Regions from separate parts of the Gossypium hirsutum genome. Here region 2 is linked to region 1. Evidence: chromatin contacts called from public Hi-C data. All regions are on one chromosome and are shown on one strand. Each heading gives the region's core, a stretch centred on a gene start, on an enhancer-like site or on the middle of the called end of the contact. The rest is flanking DNA. Distances are from core to core; before and after follow the strand shown.

Evidence for each region. A called contact is a pair of places that touch in the nucleus more often than the background predicts.
Region 2: a contact with region 1 is called in a Hi-C map of leaf, with 2.2 times the contacts expected there. The contact joins the promoter of LOC121218477 here to the promoter of LOC107940278 in region 1. A contact is called at or near these places in 4 of 34 Hi-C or Micro-C datasets (hypocotyl and leaf).

Annotation. Positions count from the first base shown.
Region 1 is chrA03:109,443,843-109,449,583 of Gossypium_hirsutum_v2.1, reverse strand. LOC107940278 (peptidyl-prolyl cis-trans isomerase FKBP12) reads left to right here and starts at 3,641. Exons shown (of 5, transcript XM_016873715.2): 1 at 3,641-3,959; 2 at 4,163-4,196; 3 at 4,314-4,375; 4 at 5,091-5,143; 5 at 5,529-5,741. The coding sequence starts at 3,872. The coding sequence ends at 5,630.
Region 2 is chrA03:109,886,279-109,891,304 of Gossypium_hirsutum_v2.1, reverse strand. LOC121218477 (protein PELPK1) reads left to right here and starts at 2,955. Exons shown (of 1, transcript XM_041095680.1): 1 at 2,955-3,665. The coding sequence starts at 2,955. The coding sequence ends at 3,665. It overlaps LOC107887010 (beta carbonic anhydrase 5, chloroplastic), which reads left to right. Exons shown (of 9, transcript XM_016811139.2): 6 at 52-105; 7 at 184-266; 8 at 384-489; 9 at 648-1,140. The coding sequence ends at 848.

The sequences.
Region 1 (5,741 bases), core at 2,392-4,891:
TTTATTATAAATTTTTTAATATTTATTAGATAAAATGATAATTGCCGAAACCATTTTTCTGAAAACGGGGATCGACTTTAAAAAAATGAAAATGGAGCCGCCACCAATCCTTTTTGTTTAGGTGTGATCGGATCACCTAATAAAACATTTTGATTTATTAAAATATCGATTTTAGCCTACGAAAATCAAGAAAATGGGTTCGGGAATCGGTTACGTACAAGGAAGGATTAGCACCCTTGCAACGCCCAAAATTGATACCTAATTGATTAATTAATGTCTTAATGTTGGAAGTTGAAAAGATTTTAAAATAAATTTTAAAATACGATCCTTTATTATGAATGTTTGGATAAGTGGAAGTGGATATTAAGATTCTCTTGTTTCGAAGAAATAAAATGTCATGTCCAACACATTAGGATACGACATTTCAAACCCTCGGTACCAAGATCATCTCATGATTTCTGGGACTCATGCATTAAAATTTTAAAAGGATATTCGGCTATTCGGTCAAACGATAAATTGAAACCCAACACATTAGGGCACGATTCCCTTGAATGTCCAAACACGAAATATTGCCTTATTTTTTTGAAGAAAAATGTGGACGGAATTTTAAAGGGATGTTTGATTATTTGGATAAACAAGAAATCGAAACTCAGCACATTAGGGCACGATTTCCCGAATTTCCAAACATCAATCATCGCTTTTGTCTTAAAGTTTAATAAATGCGGACGAAGTTTAAAAGGGAAATCTGATTATTTAGACAAACGAAAGATCGAAACCCAGATATTAGGGCATGATTCCTCGAATTTCTAGATATCAAACATCGCCTTTGTTTTAAGGTTTAGAAAACGCGGACGAAATTTTAAAGGGAAATTTGATTATTTAAACAAACAAAAGATCGAAACCCAACACATTAGGGCATGATCCCTCGAATTTCTAAACATCAAACTTCACCTTTGTTTTACAAAGTCGACCCAAAATACATTAATTTGACTTGAAGTGAAATGGAATCATGAATTTAGGATCAATAAGTTGAAAATTACAATGCGACAATTACGAATGAAAGGCGAAATTACAAACATGAAACAATATACATGGATAAAATACTATACAAAGAAGTGACAATAGTATGAAAATAAGTGAACGAATTATAGTACACACAATGACAATAATCACTCAACATACATTATTTAAATATTAATAATTAAAGAGAAATGAAATGAACAATACGAACAATTAAAAATAAGCAATAAGACGATTCTAGACGAATAACATATAGGAAAAACAAGCTTGAAATAGACACTATAGAAAATAATTTAAAGTAAATGATATTAAACAATTTAAAATCATTAATTTACAAGATAACATAATAATATAAATAGAATAACTTAAAATAATAATTCAAAAAAATAATTTAAAATTGCGTATAAAGGTTTAGAATAAATAATATCGTAAAAAATAATAATTTAAAATAATTAACATATGGAAGATATGTACAAAAGTTTAATATAAATAACATGTGAAATTTTAAAATTGATAATAGTAGAAAGGTTTATAATAAATAATAAAGAGAATTTAACACAATTTATCATATAAAACGATACAACTAAATAATATATAGAAATATTTTTAAAAAATAATATGTATATATATAATAATTTAAAATACAAAGATACATATAAAAAAATTCAAAATAAATACTACGTATGACAATTTAAAAGAAATAATATATGTAAAAAATTTAAAATTGATAATAATTTAAAATACATGATATGTTCAAAAATAATGATAATAATAATAGTAATAATAATGTAGATAAATGCAAAAGGAAAAAAATATATAATGTGACAGAACCAATATAAAATTAATTAGTTTAATAATATGATGATAGCAATAGTTATAATATAATAATAATAAAGTAGAAAATAATAGTAATACATTAATAAGAATAATAATAGTGTATTGATAATAACAATAATAGAAAATAATGATAAAATAATAATAATAATAAACTAAGGAATAATAATAATACTAACAATAATATAAATAATAATAAAAACAACAAGAGAAATAGCAACAACAATAGTAATAAAAGAATGAAAGTAATAATAATAATAATAATAGCAAATAAAAAGCATAAAAATAAAATATAATTATAGTAACAATAATATTAAATTAGTTAATAAAATAACAAAAAGAACAAAAAGGGACCAAGATAAAAAGAAATGAACTTTAAGGGATAAATTAAAAAGGAAAGCTAGAATTTGGACTAAAATGAGACATGCGTAAGGGAGGAGAGACTCATTAGGGAAATATCCCCTGTCCCAAAGCGCACAGTCCCTTAGGGGACTAAATCGAAACAAAGTCGAAATTAAAGGCAAAAATTAAAAGTAAAAAGGATTGGATTAAAACATAACAAAAATGCGGAAAGCCTTAAAGGTTAAATAACCCTTTTTTAAAAAAAGCGCGGATCCTTCAGGAGGGTCGGGTCGCGCGTCCTGGTCAGGACCTTAAACGGCGTCGTTTTGGCGCCTTAAGCTAAGGCTCAGAACGGCGCCGTTTTGCAACATTATATAAACCAAATTTTTTTTTTAAAAAAAATCATTTTTCTCACTTCCTCAAAAAAATAAAAACAAATTCTCTCAAATTCTCTCTTCTCTCCTTTTGTCTGTGAGCTCCGGCAAGAACTCCGGCTCCGGTAGTCGCCGTCCGCCGCCGCGTCGGCCGCCGAAATCTTCCCCTTTTTCCTCGGCGGTCTCAAAAAGGGTAAGCCCTCTTCTCCTTTCTTATTTTTATTATATATATGAATTGAAAGATGAAGGAAACCGATTCGAAAATAAGGAAAAATAAAAGAAAAAAATAAGAACCTTAACTCCTTTTTTATTTTTTGCTTTTTGATTTTTGAAAATCCCCCCATTATATTACACTCGGATCTGGCTTTTATAGCCATTTCAATACAATATTTTTAAGTTTCTTGCTACTGCTCTGTGTTGTCTGCTGCTTCTTTTCTGCTTTGCGTGTTTCTTTTCCATTTTGCAGGTACAGTCGGAGCTGGTGGTACGGGCGATGGGACAGGGCGGTGCCTAAGTTGCTGGCATAGAAACCCTAGGGTTTCCTAGTTTAGTCTTTTGGGCCTATTGGGGCCAATAGGAATTGGGTCAAATTTTCTGTAAAATGGGTTTGGGTTTATTGGGCTTGGATTTGTAAAATGGACTGTTAACAATTGTTTGGTTTGGGACTGTTCAGTCCGGGCCAAAATTAGGCTGTACAATAATTATAAATAAAAGTATAGGCATTATTGTCAACAAATGGCTCCGTATAGGCATTATTGTCAACAAATGGCTCCTTCTTTTTCACTGTAGGGCAATGCTTTAGTCAAAACTGAGAGCTTCAATGTAGTACAAAAATTGGACTGAAACACGTCACAGCTCATCCAAACGGATGATTGTGGTGCGTTTATACCAAAACTAAGAGTAAACTCGCCTCACCGGAGACTAAAAATCTCCTAAAAAAAACTTTAAACTGACCCATTTAATAACAAAAGAAATTAATTTTATCAATTTCTATACATATAATATAATAGAGAGAATTCCTAAATACATTTCATATTAATATTACGTATAGAAGTGAACCAACCTGAAATCACCCGTGGCCCTCTACCCATAACAAAACCCTCAATCTAATTTTAACCAAAGCATCCTATAATGGGCCTGGCCCGTTCCGGTTTTCCACGATCCACCCCCCTCCCGGCGCGGGTTTGCCTGCAATACTCTCGAATCTCGACTATATTTATTGACTACCTGATAATTACCGCCGACAACAGAAAGCAAAAACCCTAAGAAAATCCTGTTAGATCGTCATTCAAACCTGAAAAATGGGAGTAGAGAAGCAAGTCATCAGGCCTGGAACCGGTCCCAAACCCACTCCCGGTCAGACCGTCACCGTTCACTGTACTGGATACGGTTGCTATTTCTCTTTCTCTGCTTTTCTCTCTGACTGGAAAAAAATCTGTTTCGTTTTTTTCATTTTTGAGTCATCAATATTTTATTTAATCAAAAGGGTTTTCCCTAAACGCCCTAATTTGATGAAAGACTGCTTGCTTTTCTGTGCTGTTTACACGATTTTTTTGTTTCTATGTTTGATGATAATATTTTGTTGGGTGCAGGGAAAAATGGAGATTTGTCTGAGAAATTCTGGAGGTGAGTAATGGTTTTCTACCAGAATGATGAATTGGGGTTTTTTTTTTCTCTTCTTTCTAACACAGCTTTGTTAATATTGAATTATTGATTATTTCTCTGTTTGTATCCATTTTTTAGCACAAAGGATCCAGGGCAGCAACCTTTCTCTTTCCAAATTGGCAAGGGCTCTGTTATAAAAGGTAAATTTTAATTGCTTGTTGCTAGGTTCCTACCTTGCTGAGTTCCATAATATTCCACAAAATTTGATGGTTTTTTTTACTAAAGCAGGAAACTTTATTTTCTGGGTATTTTGATTAATGAATGTGAATGCATCGGTTCGAGTTGTGTCATAAAGTTTGATATATCGAAATATTCGATTTGAATGGTGGTTTATTTTCTAGTAGAACTTGTTTTTACCATTGTCTTCTATAGCACCTTGTCTTTTGTTATATCCGAATGCATTTTTTGTTGGTGACATCAACCTCATTGACCATTGGAAGTGATGAAATTTCATGTTTTTTTCCCCATCAAGTTGTGTAATTGATAGATGACTGACTGAATGCTTATAAATTTGTCATAATTATGTCAATCGAGACCATAACTTGATGATCTATATAACACTCCACTTTATAGATTGGTGAAGAGGTGATTTTATAATGTAATGTGTGTAAAAGAATTTGTTATTTAGGACAAACTATAATGTGCATGTTGGTTGAACTCAATATCTATTGAGAAGGAAAAAAGAAGAAAGAATGCTTGATGCTTTTTTGAAACTTAGGAAACAAGCATTGCTTATTTGCGGTGACTGCCTTTACTCTTTCTATTTCTTATTTTTTTGCACGTCTTATTTCTCATTGTGGAATACCTAGTACCTCATCTTGGGGGGAACTAAAAGTTATGTTCAACCTTTTGTAGGATGGGATGAAGGTGTGATGGGAATGCAAGTGGCAGAAGTTGCTCGTCTTCGGGTACTGTTTCATCAAACTCTGAATTCATTTCAAGTGTACTTAGTTGTACTGCAATTACATATTTGAAGTTGAAATGTTTAGATCAATGCCATGAATGATAATTCATATCATAAAAGTATATCTTGGACCTCCCAATGCAAGGTTGATAAATCAATACCACAAAATTCCAAACTCTTGTTGTTTTATCTCTTCCTTTCCTTTTTGTTTTCAAGAAAAGAATCAGGGTGCCTGTTTCTATATGTTGTGTCATAACCTACGTTATGACAGCTCAAGTTTCTGTATGTGTTGGATTTGTTGGAAATGCAATATCTTGTCCCTCGGTCCGCCGAGGGTCCCTGCATGCTTTGATGAAGCTTCTGATTGACTTTTTTATACATGTCTGCAGTGCTCCCCAGACTATGCTTATGGTGCTGGTGGGTTTCCTGCATGGGGAATACAGCCAAACTCGGTTCTCGAATTCGAGATTGAAGTCCTAAGCTTGAAGTGAGTAGCAGGCAGTTGGTGACTGTCGAGAAATAATATGTAGCCCGAATAACTCACCTGCGATGAACATATATAGATATTATGGGGTAGCATGTATGAATATTAAATGAGTATC
Region 2 (5,026 bases), core at 1,706-4,205, 440 kb before region 1:
GAATTGATATTGTAAATTCTATTCACTTTCCTTTCCTTTCTGTTTGTGCAGAGTGGCCCATCGGAAACTAATGCTGCACTGGAATTTGCTGTAAATTCACTTGAAGTAAGTCTTTCATCTTTATAATATCCGTGTTATGCCACCTCTCGAAGTACAACTTTTAATGATATGTTACTTTCGCAGGTTGAAAATGTTTTCATCATTGGTCATAGCTGCTGTGGTGGCATTCGTGCCCTCATGAGTATGCAAGATAAAGCGGAATCAAGGTTTAGTTAGAAAATCAACTTGTTTTTAGCAATCTAATCTAATCTACCATTAGCATCTTCTGACAAGAGCTATTAATTCTGTATGCACTGTTTCTTAGATAAACTCTCTTGTTTCAGTAGCTTTATCCGGAGTTGGGTTACTGTCGGAAAGAATGCAAAACTAAGTACAAAGGCTGCTGCTTCAAACCTCAGTTTTGACCAGCAATGCACGCACTGCGAGAAGGTACTCTCATTCCCTTTTAGTTTGATTGTGTTTGGTCCAACACAAATATTCTTCTTCGGGATTTTATCTGTATTATATGCATTTCATGTTTGCCAGAAAGGGTGAAGTAGCTTAAAAAGTAAAATCGAATGATGAATTTTATTATATTTTTTTTTCAGGAATCAATCAACACTTCACTGTTGAACCTGCTTACTTATCCATGGATAGAAGAAAAGGTGAACAAAGGGATGCTTTCTCTGCACGGTGGCTACTATGACTTTGTCAACTGTACTTTCGAGAAATGGACATTGGATTACAAGGGAAGCATCATGAATGGAAAAACCAGAGTTGTAGTGAAGGACCGATTATTTTGGTGCTAACCTTCTCGGTCCATCTTATCTTTTTTATCTGTTGCTTCCGCATTCGCTGTTCCGTTCACAGTTTACTTGATTCGTAAGTGTTAAGTGTCAATGCAGTCTAATAATGTTTATTCCTTGTGATATCAAGGAATAACTACTTAGTTGTAATAATATGTTTGCTTCTGTATCTGTGGTTGAAAAGGATGTAGAAAAGAATATAGGGGACCTGGTGTTGGAAAATTGATTTTGTATGTTGTAATTCTAATTCATTTGATAACAATTTTCAACTTAATATCAATTTGTTTGATTGCTACATGGAAAGATACATGATTCGATGTTCCATTATGTCCCGAGTTTTCTCGGTTCATCCAGTAGGTCTAAGGTTTCAACCTCAAACATTTGTAACCCTTTCTTCAATCCTAAATTTTTATGGATGTTATGGGTTAAATTGTAGCATCAGATAACTTTTCCATGGCATATCGGAATGAGAATATCTGATACGGTGCTTCCCAAAGCAATTTTTTTGAGTATATTTTATATCTGTTTTACAGTTCATGTTTAAAGTTTATGGCTGTCCCTCCTATTAATGTCGTATTTTTCAAATATATTTTTCTTTGAAAATGAAATATGTCATAATAATTAATGGTCTTAAAGCAACTTCTATATACTATCTGGGATTCAATATAGTGGCTTGTTGACATAGTTCATCTATGAGAATTTGGACCGACTTTGGTATGCTTCATCCAAGTCTTCTGATTTGACTGTGACTGGGCCTAAAACTGAGCCTAACACAAAGTTCAAAATCCATGAACATTTTTAAAGAAGCTTTTCTTTTATGTAGTAGAAGAACAAAACTTTCGTGAATGTGACAGTGAGGAGATACGTAAAGTATATAACATTATACTTTTTGCAAGCAGTTGGCTGGTCTACCCAAGAGTGATCCAGGAGATACGTAAAGTATATAACATTATAATTTTTGCAAGCAGTTGGCTGGTCTACCCAAGAGTGATCAAAGTTTGAGCTGCCTTCAATGAGCCAAATTTTGCTTATAATGGAAAAAGGCACTTTGTTTAGTTCAACTGCTCACAGAATAATGTTAAAATGAAATTAAAACAAGGTGGGCTGGTCACACCCAAAAAAAAAAATTGATTGGTGGAATTTTATATTACGGAATGTAATATTATATTTTAAAATAAAATTATGTTATTTAGATTCTTAATATTTTGAACATCCCATACTATAATCTCGTACAAATAATATTAAAATATAGTAATATAAAGTGTAATTAACTTTAAATTAAAAGCATAATATTAAATTTTGAATAAATTTATTTTTATTTTTATTATTTAAATTAATTTAGTCTATTTTTTTCCAAATAAAATTTAAATCTAATTAAAAATATTTTTTTTCTTAATATTGAAACAATTCATGTTATACTTTAAAATTATAATTATTATATTTATTTATTAGTATATTAATTATGATTATAATTATGATTGGTGATACAATCACTTTCCACTAATTATTCTAACTATGATTTATAAATTTATTTCAACATTTGTATATGTACTTATGAATACATAAATTATAATAAATTATCATAATTTTATAGAAATTGAGACTAAGAAACATTAAGAGAACAAATTCTATAACAAAGACAATTTAGTAAAAATGTAAATTTAGGTAATCTCAATTTCTATTAACCAAACACAAAAATTCAAATCAAATGAATGAAATAAGATAATATAACATACAGAACATCCCGCTTGTAATATTATATTCTTGTAATCCTATTATGAAAAATAATCTTACATTGGACCAAATGCTCTCGCAAACTATTATCTAAATAAAAAAAAATTATTTTATATATATATACTTCATTTCTATAATATTTTTTCGGGAGTTATATTTTTTATATTTACGTAAAAGTATTTGATACAGATTGAGCACCTTCTTAGCATGATCCCACCATAAAGTCAAGTATGTAGATGAGAAATTGGTACAAACAACGTGGAGCCAAATCCCACCAAACCATCTCTCATCCTCTCCTATAAAAGGCTTGCTACACATAGACAACAATCCACACACAAATACACTAAAAATTCTTTGCTTTCTATTTTGTAAACCATGGCTCATAACATTCGTCACCCTTTCTTCCTTTTCCAACTTTTTCTCATTTGTGTCTCACCAATGATCGGTAGCCACACTGTCTCGGCAACGGCTCGACGTTTATTCGAGACACAAACAACCTTATCGGAGCTGCCACAATTGGCTTCAAAATACGAAAAGCACGAAGAGTTTGAATATGAAAAGTCAGAATACAAACAGCCAAAGTATCACGAAGAGTACCCCAAACATGAGAAGCCTGAAATGCACAAGGAGGAAAAAAAAAAACCCTGCAAACAACATGAAGAGTACGAGAAAGAAAAACCTGAGTTCCCCAAACAGGAAAAGCCTAAAGAGCACGAGAAACACGAAGTCGAATATCCGAAAATACCCGAGTACAAGGAAAAACAAGATGAGGATAAGAAACATAAACATGAAGAGTACCACGAGTCATACGAATCGAAGGAGCACGAAGAGTACGAGAAAGAAAAACCCGAGTTCCCTAAATGGGAAAAATCTAAAGAGCACGAGAAACACGAAGTTGAATATCCGAAAATACACGAGTACAAAGAAAAACAAGATGAGGGTAAGGAACATAAACATGAGTTCCCAAAGCATGAAAAAGAAGTGGAGAAAAAACCCGAGAAAAAGGCCGAGTACCCTGAGTGGGCTAAAATGCCTGAATGGCCGAAGTCCATGTTTATTCAATCTGGCTCGGTCACTAAGCCTTGAACCATATGACACTGGTGCATGTGCCATCATCATGCAGTAATTTCATGATATATAGTAATTATATAGTTAATAAAAAAGATGGTGAGCGGGAACTGTGTGTGCGCATTCCTCCATGCACCAATGGTGAATCTCTTTGCATAGAGATTCTGAATGGATATAGTTTATGTTATATTGTATGTTCTAGTGAAATTAATTTTGAATGTTGTATCTAATGTTAACATCACTTGGCTTGATTTATGTTTTAATGAAGTTTATGTTATGTATTTTACTTTAATGATATTGCATGTATTGTTAGTTTAACATAGCTTGATCATTATACTCTTCTACTATTAATTATAAATTGCACCGTCTTGTTTAAACTTTTTACAAGTTAAGACATGTATAAATATATGATGATATAATTACAAGTTTTAATTCAATGTTAGCTATTTTAGTATGTTATTGATAATCATGTATGATTCAATCTTAATTACATTTAAAAAAATTCCACTTAAAATTTTAATAAATAATAACAAATAATTATTGTAATATAATACACAACCAAAAATGAAATAAATAAAATAAAATATCAAATACTTGTTATAATATTGTAATATAATATGTACCATATTCTTAACTGAATTAGGGTCTAACCTATAATCCCTAAAATTTCAGTTTAAATATTTTTATACTTACCATTTTATTAGAACTCTTTTTAAATAAATTAAAATTTTAATTATACTAATTTAATTTAAACTCTAAATTATCTTAACTAAAATCTAAAATTTTATTTAACCTATTAATTAAATTCCTAATTATCTTATCTAAGTTAAAACTCTAAATATCCTTGTAACATGCCAATTCTGCCCCGCCCAACAAACAAAAAATATAATAAACAAAATTAAAATAAATAAAAGTTCAATAACAGTCAGGTCCTTTTACAAATATTAGACGAAAATTACATCAAGCCCAAGTGGCCCAAATAAAAAAACCCTAAAGCCCATAATACCTAAACTATTTTAAAACTAAACAAAAACCCTAATCTAGCCCTAGCATCGGACCCTAGTGCTGCCGCTACTCCTAGCCTCTGTCATCATCAACCGCTCCTCAACCACTACTTGCAAGGAAAAAGGAAGAAAAGGACAGGAGTAGATACACAAACAGTCACGAAACAGTAGAAAATAATATGCAATGTAATGGCTATAAAAGCCATAAAAAACAGATTGTAATGGGAGTTTTTTTTGGAAGAAATAGAAATCGAACAAAAAAAAACACAAAAAAAGAAATCAAAAAATAGAATACAAAAAAACTGGAGGTGATTTTCTTTCTTGTATTTATTTTTTTCGAGTCTTTTTAAATAAAAAGAAAAAGAAAACACTTAC